Linked DNA regions of Gasterosteus aculeatus: region 2 is linked to region 1. Evidence: chromatin contacts called from public Hi-C data. All regions are on one chromosome and are shown on one strand. Each heading gives the region's core, a stretch centred on a gene start, on an enhancer-like site or on the middle of the called end of the contact. The rest is flanking DNA. Distances are from core to core; before and after follow the strand shown. Region 1 holds the start of ppm1ba (protein phosphatase, Mg2+/Mn2+ dependent, 1Ba). Region 2 has its middle 9.9 kb from the start of six3a.

What was found. A called contact is a pair of places that touch in the nucleus more often than the background predicts.
Region 2: a Hi-C map of skeletal muscle shows a contact between it and region 1, with 8 times the contacts expected there. The contact joins the enhancer-like site here to the promoter of ppm1ba in region 1. A contact is called at or near these places in 2 of 6 Hi-C or Micro-C datasets (both in skeletal muscle).

Annotation. Positions count from the first base shown.
Region 1 is chr6:16,220,428-16,225,513 of fGasAcu3.hap1.1, forward strand. ppm1ba (protein phosphatase, Mg2+/Mn2+ dependent, 1Ba) reads left to right here and starts at 1,482. Exons shown (of 6, transcript XM_040179115.2): 1 at 1,482-1,892.
Region 2 is chr6:16,395,260-16,400,598 of fGasAcu3.hap1.1, forward strand. No RefSeq gene overlaps it. Among protein-coding and RNA genes, the nearest start is that of six3a, 9.9 kb to the left of the region's middle. Within about 2 kb of position 1,777, at least 3 of the 9 cell types and tissues checked have open chromatin away from gene starts, as enhancers often do.

The DNA of each region.
Region 1 (5,086 bases), core at 232-2,731:
ACACAGGCGGAGAAAAAGCGGTGGAGGCACTTAACTCAGTGTTTACTCTGCTAACTTGTGCTGATCTGCAGAGAAAAATAACCATAAAGAAACCTTTCTTTTCTATGTTAAGCAGCTGATAACAATGCAATTCAACATTACAGCATGCAGTCCCCTTCAACACAAATTGTGTGTGTTTCTCCCCATTTATATAATGTAAGAGGCAAAATAAACAAGGGCCTGGTGAAGGAGTGGTTAACCCATCAGTAAATGAATCCATCATCATGAACACATGAATATGCATATGCTGAGGTGTCAATATGTAGAAAAAAAGGGTACACGAGAGTCTGTTTAAAAACTATAGGACACCTGCATTTAATGCAGTGGACAAGCTGCAGTCACAGTACTGTTGCCCGGGACTGAAGCCAAGAATGAACAATTCATTATCAGTGAAGTCTACAGAGACCTTAGAGAAGCAAGAATTATAAAGCAATGTACTGTGAATATAATGCACTCTTGCTTTGCACACCTTTTTGTAACCTTTATAATCTTTCCCAGGAGGTTTGCAAAGCCAATAGTTTATGCCTCTTGTACCGTACAGATTGCTGAAGACTTCTAATTGGGTTAATGATTCCATTAAAAATATTAGCCTAAATATTATTTTGGGTCAAACTAAAACTTCAGTAGGCCTGCCCCCTTGCTGAGAGATTATTTAGAATATCTGGCTGAGCAGGATACATTAAGGCTCACATTTATAGAGACATGGTACATCTAAACAAAACATATTTAACTCCCAGAGCTTCAGATATTTGAAATACCAAAAAATTAGTCCAAATGGCGCCAGCAGAACATGACCTAATTAAGACATTTTTATAGCCATCATCATAATTTTGTAGATTTTTTGTGCTTTCAAACGGACAGCTTTATTAAGCTTAGTGAAAAACAAGGCTACTGCGATGCTAGCAGCTCTGGATGCACTCATACTTTCAGCTCAATGCTGAGTGAGACATTTTAGGTAAACAAAAAGGTTATAATTAATTAATTAAATTAACTTGAAACACACTTTGAAAGGATTACAGGTAATAACTGAGGTAATTAACCAAGTTAACCTAGGTTAATTTTCTCATATGCTAGAATCCTAGTTAAAGGCACTTCTTGTTGGCTTCACTTTTTAGAAACAGAGGCGGCCGCCTGGTCGTTTCATGGTGTTTTAATGGATTCACAGATAATTTATTGTAATTATGCCTTCATGCCTAACTAATTTAAGGACACGTCAAGCCCAGCCTCTCACAAGTAAAAAATCTTCCCTTAGGGTTACTGGTTTGAGACCTTCAACTGAAGCCGAAGTTTACGTAACAATCGAGCGTTTTGAACTTCTGTTAGCGCGACTCCATGTTTATACAGCTCGGGTTTACACATGTCTGACTGACTCATTTCTTGACCAATCGTGTCTCAACTTTGAATCAGCTTTCGTCCAATCACAGAAGAGAGCGAAACGATTGCCACACCTCCTAACTGCATGTTGAAAAAGAACGTCATCTGCCTCATACATTTAGCTTTAGCCAAAATTAGCTAGCCGTTCAAACCATAGACATATCCTGCCGAAACGAGTGTTTTATTTCCATTTCAACCAGCAGCCTACGTAGCGGTTATTTATTTGAGGTTCCCCGTGTTTACTGTGCCAAACATGTATATAAAGGCGTTGTTCCGATGCAGAGACATGCTGAAAGCAGAACTGATCGTGTGATATGCTGGCTAGCTTGATCAAAGCTAGCTGAGGAACCGGGGGGCCGAGAAGAGAAAGTGGCTAACATTAACGAGAGATGAGCCTTTGATAAGAAGCCCGGGTAAACACACGCGCCACTGAAGCCACAACAACAAGAAGGACTAGTACGTAGTTATTTCCCTACGAAGTAAGTAACGTCTCTAGTTAACGTCTCCTACTAACATTGGCTAGTAACCCGCTAGCGTCCGGGCACTTTGACAACTGGGAACTTCGCTAGCTGGTTAGCATAACAAGTAGCCTCCTTTTCGGCTGGGGGCCACGGACTGTCAACCAACGCGTTGGTTCAGTGAGATACAAGGTTAACTGTTATGTTATCGTGATGAATCATCGTGGCGATTGTGATTTATCAGCCATGATTAAGTGATTAAGACGCCGGGGTCCTATTTCGTGAAGTGATTGACGTTCATTGTTGCTTGCGATTTCGCTTCGCTATTGGCAAATGCATCATCAAGTGGTTTAAATGTCAAACCGGCTTATTTTTGTAAATGCGCCACGTTTCGTAAACCACTTATATCTCAGTGTTATGATAACATCTTCGCGATTGCGACTGAAGACGTCACTGTTTTCATCATTTAGAAATGGCCCAGTGGTGAATAACTGCCTTTTTTTGTTTCAAGTTGCCCCATTGAAAGGAATTGAGGTGCTTCTTGATACAGATAAGGACCAAGAGCACAATTGATTTTACACCATCTCATCCCTAAATTCTGAAACGCTCACATGGATATTAATTTACTGTCAATGTGCACAGTAAAGCTTCTGACTAAAAGCTGAAGTTTACCACATGCTGTGTATTCCCATCATGTGTATTCCCGGTGAAACACCAGTGCAGGAATTCACTCAATAACTTGCTCGGTTGTGGATCGTTTTATTGGGTTGTGTGCTCGGTTTGTGTTGCAGAAATGGCAGCATCCTCAGTGGCATGTTTGTGTTGGCACCTCGATGTGAACTCTTGCACTAGTCCTGCTGTTTTAGTCCGGGACTCCCAATGGCTCGGCCAGAGACATTTATCCATACAACTCGGGTCGTGTGTAGATCCACTCGCTTAGGATGCAGACGGTGTTAATTAACCAGCTTGAAATAACTCAAAGATGAATTGGTACAGTGCCAAGCGGTGCAGATGGGTGGGTTGTGATGTGTGCATGTGTCGGGGACGAAAAAAGAGCTGAGTGGCTGATTCATTTTCTATATTAGAGGTAGACGGCATAAATACAGATCTAGCTATATGTTTTAATCCACACGTTTTTAAGGTGACATGAGAAGGCAATATCACCTTTTCTGTTGTCCTGTTCACTTTATGATCACCCTCCCCCCTCCGAAGGGTCATTCACCCCCCATAAGGACATTTGGTATCTAAGATAAACACGCATGATGTTTGACTCTTATCTGTGATGTCAGACTGTAAAAACACTGTGATTGGGACCAGATTTTCCGAGGCTTCGGACATTTTGTTTGTCTGTTGTAATATTCGCATATTGCATGCAGAAGAAAGCAGTGTGTACATGTTAAATCTTGAGCAAATGCATCAGATGCCATTCGTTCACACTCCGAGTCGAATGAAAGGCCGTCCGTGTGTCTGTAGAGAGAGCAGGTACTTGCACACGTCTTCTTGCTACAGAGAAACCACTGACATTGTAGTAAACTATGACACACTTCCTCTATGACAGACTCCTGTGGTCCCCGACGCCACAGCGCTGAAGATGACTTTGGGCTGTGTGTTCAGAGAGCACTTGTTACTGGAGTTTGTCTTCTGGTGCGACTTTAAAGAGGAGTCATCAAAGAGGGGACTGAAAAGTCCTTCTAGCCCGATTCCATTTTAGATACACCTTTTATCATAACAGGGCATTTCCAGATACTCAGATTTTTTTCTTCTCCCCTCTTTCAAATGTGACCTGACCTGACATGGCCTAACGGGTCTAAGCAAAGCCTTCGATGAAGTCCTTATTGTGACTTACTGATTTACAGCAGTTGTTTGGTCAACATATTACTGGAAGTGTCTGTGCTTAGTATCAGTTCAAGATATTAATCTGAATCAGAGAAATATTCAGTGTTTAGGGGCGAACAACCCACTTTGTAATAACATGCATTCCCTCAGTTTGAATATGATCGCGATCCGCCAAAGAGTCCTACCTGGGTGGTGTGTGTTTTTTGAAATCATTCACTTATTTGCTCATTTGCTGTTTGCCACCACATGGTTATTTTCAATAGGATGATAAAGTTTGTCAGATCATGAAACCAATATTTGTGGCATGATTTCAGTCCACTGCATCAGGTAGAACAATTCGCCCCAGATATACAGGCAACAGTAATACATAGTCAATGTTTTTTAAACACAGCGCTGGTCGGGGAACAAATCAGCCCCCCCCCCCCCCCCCCCGATATTTAAGGGTGTGGAAGGAAATAGTTTATTTGGCACCAACGTCATTTGGTATTGGATTTTTTTTTATTTGGGAACCGGGTGAAAAACAGTCACGCGTGTTTGGACTATTGCTCTTTATCTCTATCACCCTATGTATCACCCTCTGCAGCGCTATGCTGGGTCTACGTCCCCCACCGGCCTGTTCACAAGGTGACCCATAGATAGACGAGGAATGACACCAGCAAACTGTTCTAAAGTACAGCCCCACCACGGCTGTACAAAAACAAATACTATCTATTCAACCGAGCCGAATAAAGCCGAATGAGGTATCTTTGACTCACTTTCAGGCCACTGATATTGGTACCATGACTTTATAAACAATACCCAGTCCCAACTGCTAGTAGAAGCAGAGAGAGAGACAGCCAGACCTATTTTGTCCGTGGCAGTTCGCGCGCCTGTGTGTAGTGTGTGTGTTTGACAGGCTAATCTGGCCCTGCGTGGATCCCATCAGCAGCTGACTGTTAAATTGAGTTAGCGAGTTAAAGCTGCCCCTGCTTGTCTGGATTCTGAGACCTCCGGGCCGCTCGCTCGCCTCTCGGCCAGCTTCCTACCTCGACTCTCAAACCGAACAAGCCGGAGCGAAAGAAACAACAGCGAAGTGTCAGTAAATCAGAGCCAGTTCACTGAAAACCGCCCGAGTTGAGAGGGAGAGCTAACCCCTGTGTGTGTGTGTGTGTGTGTGTGTGTGTGTTACATAAATGGGCCCCATGAAGATACACACACCCAGAGTGGTCTGTTTGTACACTTCTCTTGTTGCATGCTGCAGCCACCGATCGCCATTGCTTATGTTGCTATGGCAACTACTCAGCTGCCACTCCAAGTTGGGAAACCATAGAGACACCAGACTCCAGCCCCCCCCCCCCCCCCCCCCCCCCCCCCCCCCCGCCCCTGTAAAAAGCTGTAAA
Region 2 (5,339 bases), core at 527-3,026, 180 kb after region 1:
AGGATTTGGTTTCCGTTATATTAAAGGGGCAAGAGCCGGAAGACACACCATTCAACTCTATCAACTTACCTTATGCAGATAGTGACGCGTGGATCGGGTCAGCCTGTCGAAACGTTTCGGGAGGTGTGACATTTAGCCATTTCCATTCTGATCGTGTGCGTATTTTGCGCGTTTTTACCCACGCATTCGCCATGCACCTGCTGCCTGTCGTCAACTGATCACCCCCCCTCCCCCTTCCGCTCCCTCCCAACACACACACACACACACACCCACACACACACGCTGACACAAAGAAGCGTTTGAAATATGTCTTTAAATCGTAATTTCGGGGGGCAAAGATACAGGATCAGTAGTGTATGGGTTTCCTATATCATATCACTGTCTCTCTGTCAGGTTGGGAGGTGAGTGTGTGTGTGTGTGTGTGTGTGTGTGTGTGTGTGTGTTGGGAGGGGTGTCAAGAAATACTTCAGTCTAATGCTTATTAGTGTGGACTGCCATTGCACAAGCCTCATCTTTTTAAAACAAGCATAACATGAAAGCAACCCAACTCTGGCTTACTCAAGCGATCATGACCCCCCCCCCCCCCCCTCTCTCGAGCGCGCACACGTGCACGCGTATAGCCTTACCCGGGCAGCACATATGGAGGTTGTGTGTGTGTGTGTGTGTTGGGTGGGGGGTGGGGGGGCGCGCTTGGTGCAGGCTGTGATCTCTCGCCTTGTGCACACCGAGTGGACAGAGGGGCTGAGCAGCTTAAATAGAGCCGCAGCACCTGTGCTTTCTGCCGCCGTTCTCAGGCCTCCTTAGCATGGCACGGCACAGTACAGCACTGATGTGTGCACTGAGAACCGCAGCGCAAACACGCAGACGTTACACACCATGTGCCAGAACATAAAAGCGAAGGGTGTGGGAGTTTGTCCTCAGAATTAAGCTACAATAAATAATTACTATGACCCCCCCCCCCCCCCCCCCCCCCCACACTCCCCAGACGCGGAACCCCCGTTTCAATCTGTGTTGTGGTTGAAGAATATAATTAACAAACAAACACAATAACAAATCGTTTATTGGTATGAGGTGAACAAATGAATAGAATGTATTTTTCTTTTTAAAAAGAAGACGTATAAGTCTGAAAACAAGTAACTTTCGCCCTTAAGAAACAAAATCAGAAGTGCATCCTTTTCTCTCTCGGACTTGGTGCACTCTGGTGACCCCCCCATCCCTCCTCCCCCCTTGACTCCCCCCTTTCCTTCCATGAATTGGGGATTGTTCCGTGCACTGGTGCTGGAGGTTATTGTCTGTCAGCTGGAGCTGCTGTCTGAAGCTGGACACGGACACCCGGTTCCGCTCCCACAAACACACTCCTCTTTCCATCGGTGACCGTTTGGATTTCAGGAGAGAACCACAATCCGTCCAGAAAGGGTCCGGGACAACCAACAACGCCAATCACACCAAAGGCCTTTTGTGTTCTAGACTTACAGAGACGGATGGATGGATGTAATATATTTTACACACATAAATCAAATAAATAGGTGCTCTTTTTAATTGTAAACCGAAGAGAGGCCCACTGAGAAGTAATCTGAAATAATATTGTTACATAACGGCTAACTGGTGTCCTGCATATTTCGGAGGGAATAATCCTCATTGTATCACAGTTGGACCTAATGAGGCCATTTGTCGTAAATGTGAAAAATATGACATTTTCAGCCAAATAGAGATTTTATCTGCAAATAATATCCTTTATGCCCTTTACAGCTTCATATACACATACTGTTGAACTATGCATTGCACCACATCAGTTTAGCATAATGCGTGACAGGTCCGTAAGAGAGAAAAAGGCCCAGCTTTAATAAATCCTGCACGGCGACACGCCTCCTTTTTGTGCCCATGCACTTAACAAAAGGTCGGGGATTGACTGAGGCCTGGATGTCCTTATCAATTTAACCTCCATTTACAAAGCTATAGGATGGATTACACCGGCGTGCCGAGCTCACCGACCAGCCCCGGCCAGAGGCCGCTGGAGCCCGAGCGGATCGGCGCCAAACGTGCTCCTCGACTGCCATCTAGAGGCCGGTGGAAGAAACGCGATCGCACGTTCCGTACGGTGAGCGAGACGCAGGGAGGACCAGCTGGGACGCGTGTGTCCGCTCCTCCTCGTGCTCCAGTTAACGTCAACGTGAGCGCGAGGGACCACTACGCACACACACGCGCACACGCACGCTGTACAGGGGCGTGCGTTCATTAAAGTTTCATTGCGTGAAAGTCAAATGATGTCGGAACACGGGTTACTTTTTCAAAGGTGATGCCCAGTTTAACTGAGGAGCCGAGTGACGGACCGGTGTGTGTGTGTGTGTGTGTGTGCGTGTGCGTGTGCGTGTGTGTGTGTGGTGAGGAGGAGGAGGAGGTATGATGGTGTCCGCTGAAGCGCGGCCTTTTAACTCCCCTATTATGGAGAGCCTGGACTGGGATGGGGGGGGGGCAGCAGAGAAGGTTTCCCTGTAAGTGGACAGTAAAACGCTCGCGGCTTCCATCCGCCATTAAATGTTTGCAGGAGGCGCGTGTGTCGGCATGTTACATGCCATGAGCGGTATCTGTCTCATTTCACTCGGATGTCCTAAAACGGTTTCTGCCTGCTTTCAGGTCGAGTGTGCAAGCAAACTTTATCTTGGGTCGCCGGGTCGGTTCACAGTGGCAGCAGCTCAGTGGCGGGATGGAGATACATCCGACCCCCACCGACTTATTGGCTAATAGAGCCTGGAGGTAAAACAGAATGATCTGTGCATTCCTTCTGAAAACGTCTTCGTAAAGGGCCCATAGAGCGTCTGATGAGTACATGTTTGATATATGTACATACTGTATATAGATAAACAGTACTGTTCGGTCACATTGCCACATTGTCATACGCAGTCTCCTCCTTTGGAATGCTCCATTGTCCACCTCCCTCCTCACACACTCAGCTGCCGATGTCCAACTGAAAGGTTTTGCTTGTCACAGCCGCTCTCGGATGGAGATTAACCATCTGGAAAAAAAATGACATTCCGGCCTCGAATTCACGCTTCGTAATTCGCTGTCTGAGAGAGCATCTTCTCGAGAGGCACCGCGCTGATTAATAACCCCGGCTCAAGGCTCCGGAGGCCCCTCGGCCCGAAGCGCGCTGTTTTTGTGCGACCGCTTTTTCTATTTTTAATAGGATCCTGTACAAGAGTCGATTTGTAGAGACTCTTTGAAGCGCTTCTTTAAAAACAGCCCCCTGTCCCGAGGTGGCCTCTGAAACACATAAATCATTGAAGCAGGCCCCGGCCTTCTCCTCTGCGCCTCCTTCGCTCCGTCCAGCTCAGCGAGCACCAGCAGCTGCACGGCTCCCGTAAGAGAGACGGGGAACACGGCCCGAGTTGTCCCGAGCTCCGAGACCCGATGTACGACCGTGTCGGAGCACTTTCAGGTCCAAACGTGGCGTGTTCCTCACAAGTTCACACCGTTGCTGAAGTGCAGGTGTCGACGTTGAGCGCAGGAATGTCCTGAAGCTCCCAGGAGAGGTGATTCATCCTGGTGGTAAATGTGATCGCAGAGACACATCCAAGGACAGACACTCGTCTCACCAATATCAGCAACAATGGCGGAAATTATCACAGCAATGTAAAGTATTTCAATTGAATACAATGATCATCTAAATGAAACCTTCTTTTAGATGTTAGTTGTAACAATGTGCGGTTGATAATCCAACATCAGCCTTTTGGCTTTCTTCTGCACACACACACACACACACACACACACAGCGGAGGCGGAGAGCTCTGTAAACGGTCAATTGGCTTAACTCAGTGGTGTCTGTTGTCAGTGTGACGATGTCAGTGGGCGATGTGCAAATGTGCACTCTTTTGATTTCCCTCATGTAATCCTCTCCAGAGGCCCGGTGGCCTGCACCCCCGAGGGGGGGGGGGCACAGTGTTTGTTCTGGGATTAGGATATCACTTCCTTGAGCTCATTCTTTCATATGTCACGCGCATGCAGAGAGTATACACTGTATATATGTGTGTGTGCCTGTGTGTGTGTGTTTGGGGGGGGTGTATGAATGCACAAACAGGAACATACTCTCGCATTCACACAGTCCCAGCATGCAGCTGTGTTACACTGCCACCTAGTGATCCACAACTACTCGTATGTACTTAGAAGCATGTTTTCGCCCAGAATATCGAGTAAATTGTACAATAAGTAGCAAGTGTATCCAGAAGATTTAGGGTCACTGACACACATCGCCCCCCTCTCTTTGCCTATGCCTCTCATTGTGTAGCAGCTGCCACTGCTGTGGGTGAGAAAGGAAATGACAGACGAGAGGATTCCACAGCTTGGAAACCAGTCTTGTGTAAGGAAGAAGGAGAAGGGATGCAAATGAGGAGCCAAATGAAACAGGAACGTGGGTTTATCAAACGTTTAGGACTGCTGAACTGATGTTATGTCACCCAGTAATGTTTCATCTCAGCATATCAGCGTCCCTCTGTCATCACCGTGTCTATGTACAAGATTGTCTTACATGTTTTTATGTGCATATCCTGTAGTATTAGACGTTTTGTGGCCTTTTCCTCACACGTGCAGTTACACAATCTGACCACCAGGTGGAAGCAGCGTTCACCTCAAACAGGGTTTTCAGCCTCTTTTTCAGTCTCTCTGCTCAGAACTCCTCTGTTTTCCCCCTAAATCATGGAGAAAATCCAACGCTCACCTTTCATCGTGTCAGTTCTGAGGTTTTGTTTCTCTTCAAACAAATGTAAAAGCAGAGTGTGTCTGTACAGCGTGTGAGCCGAGTGCAGGTTCATGTCTCAGGTCGCTGTGTTTATTGGTGACATGTGATCACACAAGTTTGTTTTCACAAGGAAGACACCTTCATTTATACTCGACTTCCCTTTGTACTCCATTTACACATCGGTTGCTATGGTTACAACTATCCCATTTTAGGTGTAGTGAATATACTGTACATTAGGCCACACTCGCACAAACAAGTGAATATTTTTACAGTGGAATGCAGTTTCACCCTGAACTATTATGAGAGTTAATACAGATGTAAACTAATGATGACATGTTGGACCATCCATAGTAGCATGCGGTACTGTGCACCTAGCGTGCACATTCTGTCTTATAGCCTTATAAACATTAAATCGGCTTCTGTTTTATTTATTTGCATATTTGTACACGGTCTGTGCACACACAGACGCTATGTGCTGAGTCAACGGTTTGGCAGGTCGGACCTGTTGGTGCCTTTAGCTGGAAACAAATGAACCGGAACTGCACACACTCAAACGCACGATGTGCACAATCAGCACCGATACTCATCGATCACAATTACAGAAGAG